Regions from separate parts of the Anas platyrhynchos genome. Here region 1 is linked to region 2. The links are chromatin contacts, called in public Hi-C maps. All regions are on one chromosome and are shown on one strand. The core of a region is the stretch at or near the end of the contact, and the rest is flanking DNA. Distances in the headings are between cores, read along the strand shown.

What was found. A called contact is a pair of places that touch in the nucleus more often than the background predicts.
Region 1: a contact with region 2 is called in a Hi-C map of skeletal muscle, with 1.9 times the contacts expected there. The contact joins the enhancer-like site here to the promoter of EIF4E in region 2. A contact is called at or near these places in 2 of 8 Hi-C or Micro-C datasets (skeletal muscle and subcutaneous adipose tissue).

The regions. Positions count from the first base shown.
Region 1 is chr4:10,976,673-10,980,658 of IASCAAS_PekinDuck_T2T, forward strand. It overlaps TSPAN5 (tetraspanin 5), which reads left to right. Exons shown (of 8, transcript XM_027457262.3): 3 at 1,646-1,792; 4 at 3,126-3,296. Among named protein-coding and RNA genes, the nearest start is that of TSPAN5, 62 kb to the left of the region's middle. Within about 2 kb of position 2,524, at least 2 of the 8 cell types and tissues checked have an H3K27ac peak or open chromatin away from gene starts, as enhancers often do.
Region 2 is chr4:10,869,141-10,873,096 of IASCAAS_PekinDuck_T2T, forward strand. EIF4E (eukaryotic translation initiation factor 4E) reads left to right here and starts at 2,198. Exons shown (of 7, transcript XM_038179007.2): 1 at 2,198-2,290. The coding sequence starts at 2,273. It overlaps LOC101794146 (a long non-coding RNA gene), which reads left to right. Exons shown (of 3, transcript XR_011808862.1): 3 at 1-744.

The DNA.
Region 1 (3,986 bases), core at 1,274-3,773, 110 kb after region 2:
TTGTTTGTAACGTGGGGTTAGGCTGTGCTCTATTTTTTTCTTCTAGCGTGCCAGCCTTTTCCACGGGTCCTTGCTGTGTGCATGGGAGAAATGCAGGTGCCTATTTTTTTCCAGTCTATCATGATCTTCAGAAATAAAATAAAAAAGAGACAGCCTTCATTTGCTATTTACTCACTGTCAGTTTTGCGTGGGCAATTACGGACGTGGTTGCAGACTGTGGAGTGCTGTATTAGAGATAGCGGGTATATCACTATTTACATGCTATGGGTGGTCCAAATTGAGTATAAAAAAAATATCACAGATCCAAAGCCACAGTTGTTAGCTGTTAACAATGTTACTAATGACTTTTGGAAATGATGCTATGATAACATCCTTCAGAACTATAGCTGTTGTGGGAGCCTTTCAAAGAAGCAAAGGGAGTACGGACAGGAACAAGAAAAAGGATGAAGTACTTGAGAATAAATCTGCAGATACAGAGCTGTAGAGGAGAAGGTTTGTGTTGTTGCTTTTCAAACCACAGCTCATTCAGGAGTTAACAGAGAGAAAAGTAGTCCAAAGCACTCAGCGTGGGCTCAGGCTTCTCTGAGAGAATACATGGAGAAACGTCCACTACAGCAGCGTGCTTTGCATCGACCTATGGCACCAGGGAGTTGAATGAAGAAATAGTGATACTTCAGCTTTTTTGCTGCCAAAAAGCTTTGGGAAATTGTAACTGTTCCTGTGCAAGCTCACTGGAATAAGGAAAACTTTGTGTTTGCTCCTTGACGTGACCCATCTGTTCAACATCAGCCAAACTCTGGTTAAAATGTGTTCAGAAAAATAAAATAGTTCCTTGGGACTACTGGCGTCGCAACCCAAGCTCCATTTCTGAGGAGGCAATGGCATTACAAGCAGACCGTGCTGACTGTCATATCTAAAATACAGCATATGTAATCTACCATATGATAGGTATGACCTAAGCTAGTGCAAACCGCCTCCTAAGACAAGTCCTTGAACTGCCTTCTGTCCTTCTAAGAGACTTAACACTAATTTCAGTTTTTCTTCCAGCTAACTGATTAGTCAGTAGCCATACTTATATCGTGACTTTTTGATGTGTAGATGACTGAAGTTTTAATCGAGCTTGTCAAAATCTGTTGCTGCAAAATGCTGCAGTTAACCTAGGAGCTCACTTCTAATTTCTGTCACTTGCATGTAGTGAGCCTAAATGCTAAATTCAAGATGTGCTTGCTGTTGACTGATTTTTCTATCAGAACATTTATAACTGTGTGCTTACATAAACAACGTATATGATACCTCCCCATGGGTAATAAAATTGAGGTAAATTTTATTCGAATGTCTATTCTTACTTTCTGGCAGACTAATTCTTCTGGCTACAGATGCAGCAAAATGCCCTGTGGGCTTTTTGCAGAAGACTCTAGAAGCACGTTTTGTTTTCCATTCCAGGTGTTGATTCAGAAATACTCTACTTACTCGCCCTTTTCATCTCTTCATTGGATGCAAAGATCTTATTGTGTTTTCTTGTTGTACTGAAGGACATTTATTTGCTGTATGCCTCTCCCTTTTTAAAAAGGAGAAATGCAAGCCGAATTTGTACAACAGAAAGTTTGAAGACATCTGTTATACCTTGGCATTGTTTCTTTCCCAGGGAGTGCTGTCCAACATCTCCTCCATCACCGACCTGGGAGGCTTTGATCCAGTTTGGCTCTTCCTCGTGGTAGGAGGAGTTATGTTCATTTTGGGATTTGCAGGATGCATTGGAGCTTTGCGAGAAAACACCTTCCTTCTCAAGTTTGTAAGTAGCCTTTGCAACTGTGGCACTCACTGGTTACATGGCGTAAGTCACCTTCTGTATTCCTGCTTAGCTGTGTAAAGGCCTTAAAATGCCTTTTGGGGGGCGGGATGTGCTCCTGATGAGAGTACTGCTCTCTGAACTACAGCTTTTCGTGTGGACATAGCCTAACATTTTGCCTTCCTGCTGCTACAAGAGAAATTTCAGCTAGGAATCTGCATGGTGAACCTTGAGTCTGTGTTTTCATAGCCATTAACTGCTGATATACACAAAAAGGGTTCCAGTGAAACAGCTGCCTTCAAGTGCCTGATTTGGCTCCCACAAACTCATTGTATTGCAGGAGGAGGCGGTTGACAGTTACGATTCTTGAGGCATTTTTAAAGCAGCTTGGGATAGTTCTAGTTTGCTCTTGCTTTAAAAAAAAAAAAAAAAAAAAAAAAAAGGAAAGAAAAGCTATTGTAACATTTTTTTTTTTCTTCTGCCTTGCTTCTCTCAGCTTGCCTAAAATGAACCCATCTGCTGTACCAGAAATAGCTTCCTATACGGCAGCTGATGGAGAAATTAAAAATGCATCTGAACAAACACAGAGAGCATATTAAAAAGAAACTTAAAGAGGCAGTTGCAAAAGAGATGGACTTCCAGTAGATGAGGACCCCTGTCTGTTTAAAACACTGTGGGCTCAGTGGAGATGCTTAGAGAAAGTGGCAGATCATTAGTAATGCCTTTGGCATCCATTGCATTTGCATTAATCATCACAGCCTCATTTGGTTTTAATGTGGATGTGAGTCATTCCATAGACATTCCTCTCTGACTTAATCATTAATTAATTTCTGCTGTTACCAATTTTTTTTTTTATTTATTTTTTTTTTTTGCTTTACCCGCTTAGGCAAAGCTTTACCAGTGAGGAAGTCTAAGGAAAAAGTCACTCAGAAAGCATTTCATTGGCTTTATTGTTTGTTCTTTGCCTTTGAAAATGGGAGTGCCTACACAGAAATTTAAGATGAGTTTTCAGAGAGCCCTGGCAGGTGGCCATCTCTGTTGAAATTTACAGTGAACTCCCTTGGGCCTCTTTGGAAATTCCAGTGAAATGTCCTGCTCTGGGTGCCAAAGTTTGAATTCATTGGCATTTTTATTATTTGCTAGAATAGAATTAAGAGTCCTGTACTACAGCTCTAATTAAAAATGGTGTATTTTAAATTTAAAGTGTATTGTGTGCCGGAATAGCTTGAGCTTGCACTGAAACAAAGCCCTACCACCAGATATAATTGGGAGCCTTGAAAAATAAATTTTTGGCCAGAAGGCAAAATAATTCAAACCTCTTTCTTTTTCTTCATAGTTTTCTGTGTTTCTTGGAATTATTTTCTTCTTGGAGCTCACTGCTGGTGTTCTAGCGTTTGTTTTCAAAGACTGGATCAAGGACCAGCTTTATTTCTTTATAAACAACAACATCAGAGCATACCGAGATGACATTGATTTGCAAAACCTCATAGACTTTACGCAGGAATATGTAAGTTGGACTATGTTTATTTTTTCTTGCTTGCTTTAAATAAATACGTTCTCTCTCTCTTTTTTTTTACTTCCCATCTGTTTGGTCTTTTCAAGAAACAACAGAAATATTCTAGCATATATAATCCTTGTTATCTTTACAGAACCTGTACATACCCACAGCACCTGTGAGAAGTGGCTTGTTTGTTGGTTTTGGTTGAAAACTATTAAGTTGGAGAGTTGGGCTGACTTACTCATGAAGCTTTTCAGAGTCAGTGTGTCAGATGGAGTAGCTACCATCAGTCTTGTGTTCAGGTTGTTGGAGCATATTCTGTATGTATCTAAAAAGCTATTTTAGGTGTTGTGGCAGGTGACATGCATTCAGCTCTGGGATGATGGCAGTGGTGTTTTAGCAACATGAGAGGTGCCACACATCACACTGCGGAGTGGCAGAGGTGTTTGGCTGACCTGAGTGAACCTACAAGGTTCTTTCTCTTTACCAAGACTTAATGCAGGTAGCCTAATGAAGTGGGAAACTCAAAGTTCTGGCAAGAAATCTCTAAATGATGCCCCACCTGCACCTGGGGGGGAAGGAAGAGTGAGGCCAGAGATGCACATGTTTGTGCAGGTGGTTTTGCCAATACGTTCTCACTCCAGTACTTCTGGAATGTGCTTATGAACTTCACTCTGAATTTGGCCCCGTGTAGCTACA
Region 2 (3,956 bases), core at 948-3,447:
AAGGGATGCTGCATGAACATGCATGAATGAACTCAGTCTCAAAGCCTGAAAACACCCTACTTGCTAACAAAGTCTAGCAGGTAAAGCAGAATGGATGCGTGCAGATCCCATACCAGACTTCCCGTGACAGGAGCATTTCAAAAGGAAAATGAAATGTCTCTCTCTGGAGGCTCGCAGGAATTCTGCACTGCTACAGACTTTTACCACGGAACCAAGTGAGAGCTCAAACATAGCGTTATCCCTCTCCTCCTGCTGTGTTTCTACTGTTCATGTGATTGGGTGTCATTTTTAATCATGACCAGCCGTCTAAAATACGGGCCTCACTGTACTGTGTGAGGATCTTATTTCTAAAAATCGTTCCATTTAATTTTTAGACCCTCCTTGTAAATTAGGGGTAAATTAGGGGTGGAACCTTGGCATCTTTTGATCTCCTGTGAAACCATCAAAAATCTGAGCTGTGGTAGGTCTCATTTTGTGAGAACCTGAACCCTGCTATTTGCACACAGCAAAGCAATGTTTTTCTTCCACAGCGGTTGGAATAAATTTCTCCGGACTCCTAATTTATTTAATCAAGGGCCAAGGGGTAGGGAAAATATAGCTGCTGCAACCCCTGTAGTTGTGGTTAGAAATACACTTCTAACTGGCAGTGGAATGGGACTGGGACAGCTGAAATAGTGGAACAAAAAGCAAAACATCAGCAAAATGTCAAGACCTTTCAGTTTTTAAATGAGTCACTTTCACCTATGTCTTCTCTTTAAGAGGACACCATCTCTAAGGATTCTGTATTTAGAGATATTATTTTCTGAGGATAGGAACAAACACGATTGTTCTCCCAAAAACATAGCCCTTTAGTAAACTGGCTTTATGGTTGTCACTGACACACAAATGCTGGATGTCGGCCTGCCTCTAGTTTCAGACACCAAGGGAAGACGACACATCTTTAAGGCCACTATGTGCAAGCATGACCTCAGCTAAAACCCAAAATGCTCAGTGGCCCACCAAGCGGTAGACATTTGGCTGGAGGACAGCATGCCCCAGTGTGCCTCGCAGTGCTTTAAACTGCCTGAGGGGCTTAGGGATGCAAAGACCAATGTCCCCAGGAGGGCGGGAGCTGACGGGAGCTGTCCTTAAGGGATGCAGTGCCCTGGCAGCCCTTGCCCCCATGCAGGCATGTCTGTGGAGCTAGGCACGATTCCTGGCACTCTGAATTACTGCGGAGAGCCTGTTTTGTGCCAGACAGAGACACGTGTCTGCCAGCCGTGATTTTCTGTGCTTCATCTGCCAGCAAAGTGCTCAGCTGGTAGCGTTGTGTGCCTGTGCCTTCCCCGCCGGCACACACCCTGGGTTGCATTTCTGTGCTGGGATGAAATGGCTGGACATTGCTGGCTTCTGCTGCTGTGACACACGGGCTGCAGCAAGCTTTGACCAAGTCCCTGATCTAGGGGATCGGACTGGGTGTCCAGGGCTTGCCAGCTTATTCCTAACTTTTAAGCATCCAGCACCCTTGTCAAAGCTGGCTTGTTCTTTGGGTGGACAGCACTCCTCCCTTCCCTCCTCCAGCACACCTCGGCCTCCTCTCAGAGATAAATAGTGATGAGACCGGAGGGAACAGCCTCAAGTTGTGCTGTGGGAGGTTTGGGTTGGCAATGAGGAGACATTTCTCCTCAGAAGGAGCACTCAGGCATTGGGACGGGTTGTCTGGGGAGGTGGTGGGGTCACCGTCCCTGGGGGTGTTCAAGGAGAGGTTGGATGTGGTGCTTGGGGACATGGTGTTATTGGTGGTAGGTGATATTATTGGTGTTGGTGATATTATTGGTGGTAGGAGACGGTTGGAGCAGATCCCGGAGGTCTCCTCCAACAGCAGTGACCATGCAGCGAGCCGCACCACGCTGCCGCGCATCCATGTGGGGCAGCGAAAAGCAGCACAAAACAACACACAAAACAACCGGGGCACACAGAACAAGAGCAGCAGGCGATGCAGAGCACCGAGCTGCCCTTCCCTCAGCGATTTGAGACAGCGACCGCCTCACGGGGGGCTCCCAAATCCCTCCCCCCCCCTCAGCCCCGGGGGGCCGCCTCTCCCCACGCCTACAACTCCCATCAGCCACCGCGCCGCGCCCGGCGGCGCCATCCTCCCCTCCCATCCCCTGAACGGCCGCCGGGCCCACGTGACGCCGGCCAGCCAATCGCATGGCCGGATTCCCTCCTCCCCCCCCCCTCCCTCCCTTCCCTTCCCCGCCCCGCGGCGCTGGTGCGGCCGGACCGACCTAAGATGGCGACCGTGGAGCCGGTGAGCGCTGCGCCGCCGCGCGCCTCCCCCCCCCCCCCCTTCATCCTCCTCCTCCTCGCCTTTCTCCTCCTTTTTCTCCTCTTTCTCCTCATCCCCTGCTTGTCCTCGCTTCGCCGCGCTGGCACCCGGGGCTGTGGGGCGCGGGCGGCGCCGGGCGGCTCACGCGGCGCGGCGGGGGTGGCCATGTTGAGGCGGGCGGGAGGGCGGGCGGCCCCTCATGGCAGCGGGACGGGGATTGGGGGGGGAGGGCTTCGAGTCGGGGTCCCCCCCCAGCTGTCTGTGGGCACCCCGGGGTGGGGGCAGCTGGGGGTGGAGGGAGGGGGGTGGGGGCTCTGCTGCTGCTGTTCATGTGTAAAAATCCACTATCTTTTGTGAGGGAGGCGGTGCTGCGCTCTGGCCGGTTGGTTCTCGTGGTTTTCTCGCCTTTAATAAATAAAAATCGCCCAGTTTTTACTTGCGAGGGAGGTGGAAGTGTCGCGGTGTTGGTAAATGGCCTGACAGTTGACCAAGGCCGCACCGCGGGGGGGTGAAGTGGCCAGCAGCGCCCTTCCCCTGCTCGCCCGCCGGGCTCCAGCGCTTGGTGGTGTGCCCAAAACGCGACCCCGGGGTCAGCGGAGCCTTTGTGCCAGCTGGGAGCTCGGCAGGTGGGAGTTTGGTGGCCCTGAGTAATTGAAGTGGCACTAAAGGCATGGCTTTGACTCTTCTTGGCCTGGGAGCCTCTCTCCACACTATTCTCTGTTCACTATTCACTATTCTCAACTATTCATTAATTTTTGCACAAGCCCGTGATCATATATCAAATCAGGCCCGGCGCCTTATCTAGCCCCAAATAACTAATTTTACCAAACCGTTTCCCAACAAGTTTGCTTCCCCAGATCCACTTTATTGTGTGGTAGTTGCTGTGCTGCCCCAGTAAAGCTAGAGGATAGGGAAACACTTCGTAACACCTCTGAATATTCTGCTTTGTTCAAAATATACTCGACTTAAATAAATATCAGCCGTACTTGTTTATTTTCAAATTTACTTAAATAATTTCTGTTTATTATCCTTTCAGGTGGCTCACAAGTCTCCTACCTACGCTTCAAGTTAGACCTACATTGTAACTGAGATTATAGATGCTTGATGTTGCATAAATCCTGTGTGATTTTCAGTTGTGTGTGTGTGTGTTTAGGGATCTGATTACCCTGTGATCATAGGGAGCGTTCTTGCAGACCTTCAAAATCTGGACCTAGGTTTGTAGAGAAGTCTTTTTTAGCAAACGTGATAGAAGTCATTGCAAGAAGTATTCCGTGCAACTGCAAGGTAACCTCGATTCTCTAATTAAGTTAAAGGGGAAAATAGGCTAGGGAGTGAAAGAAAAGGGCAGTATCAGCTGTCCCTCTTAGCCCTGTGTGATGCTTCCCTAGTGTGAGATGTGTCTCTGCTAATGCAGAATACTCATTAATGCATTTCTTTTTAAATGCAGGGTCCTGCTCAAATCAGCGATGTGTATAGAACTCGCGTGTTCTCAAATGTAGCATGCATTTTATGTCCGGTTAAGAGGCTGGAAAAAACTATTGAAACTATTTAGGAATATTGAGAATCGAGGTTAGGGTACTGTAAAGACTTCCGTGGAAGTTGGGAAGAACAGGAAGGTTGTTCTAGGTAAATATAAGCCCACTGCACA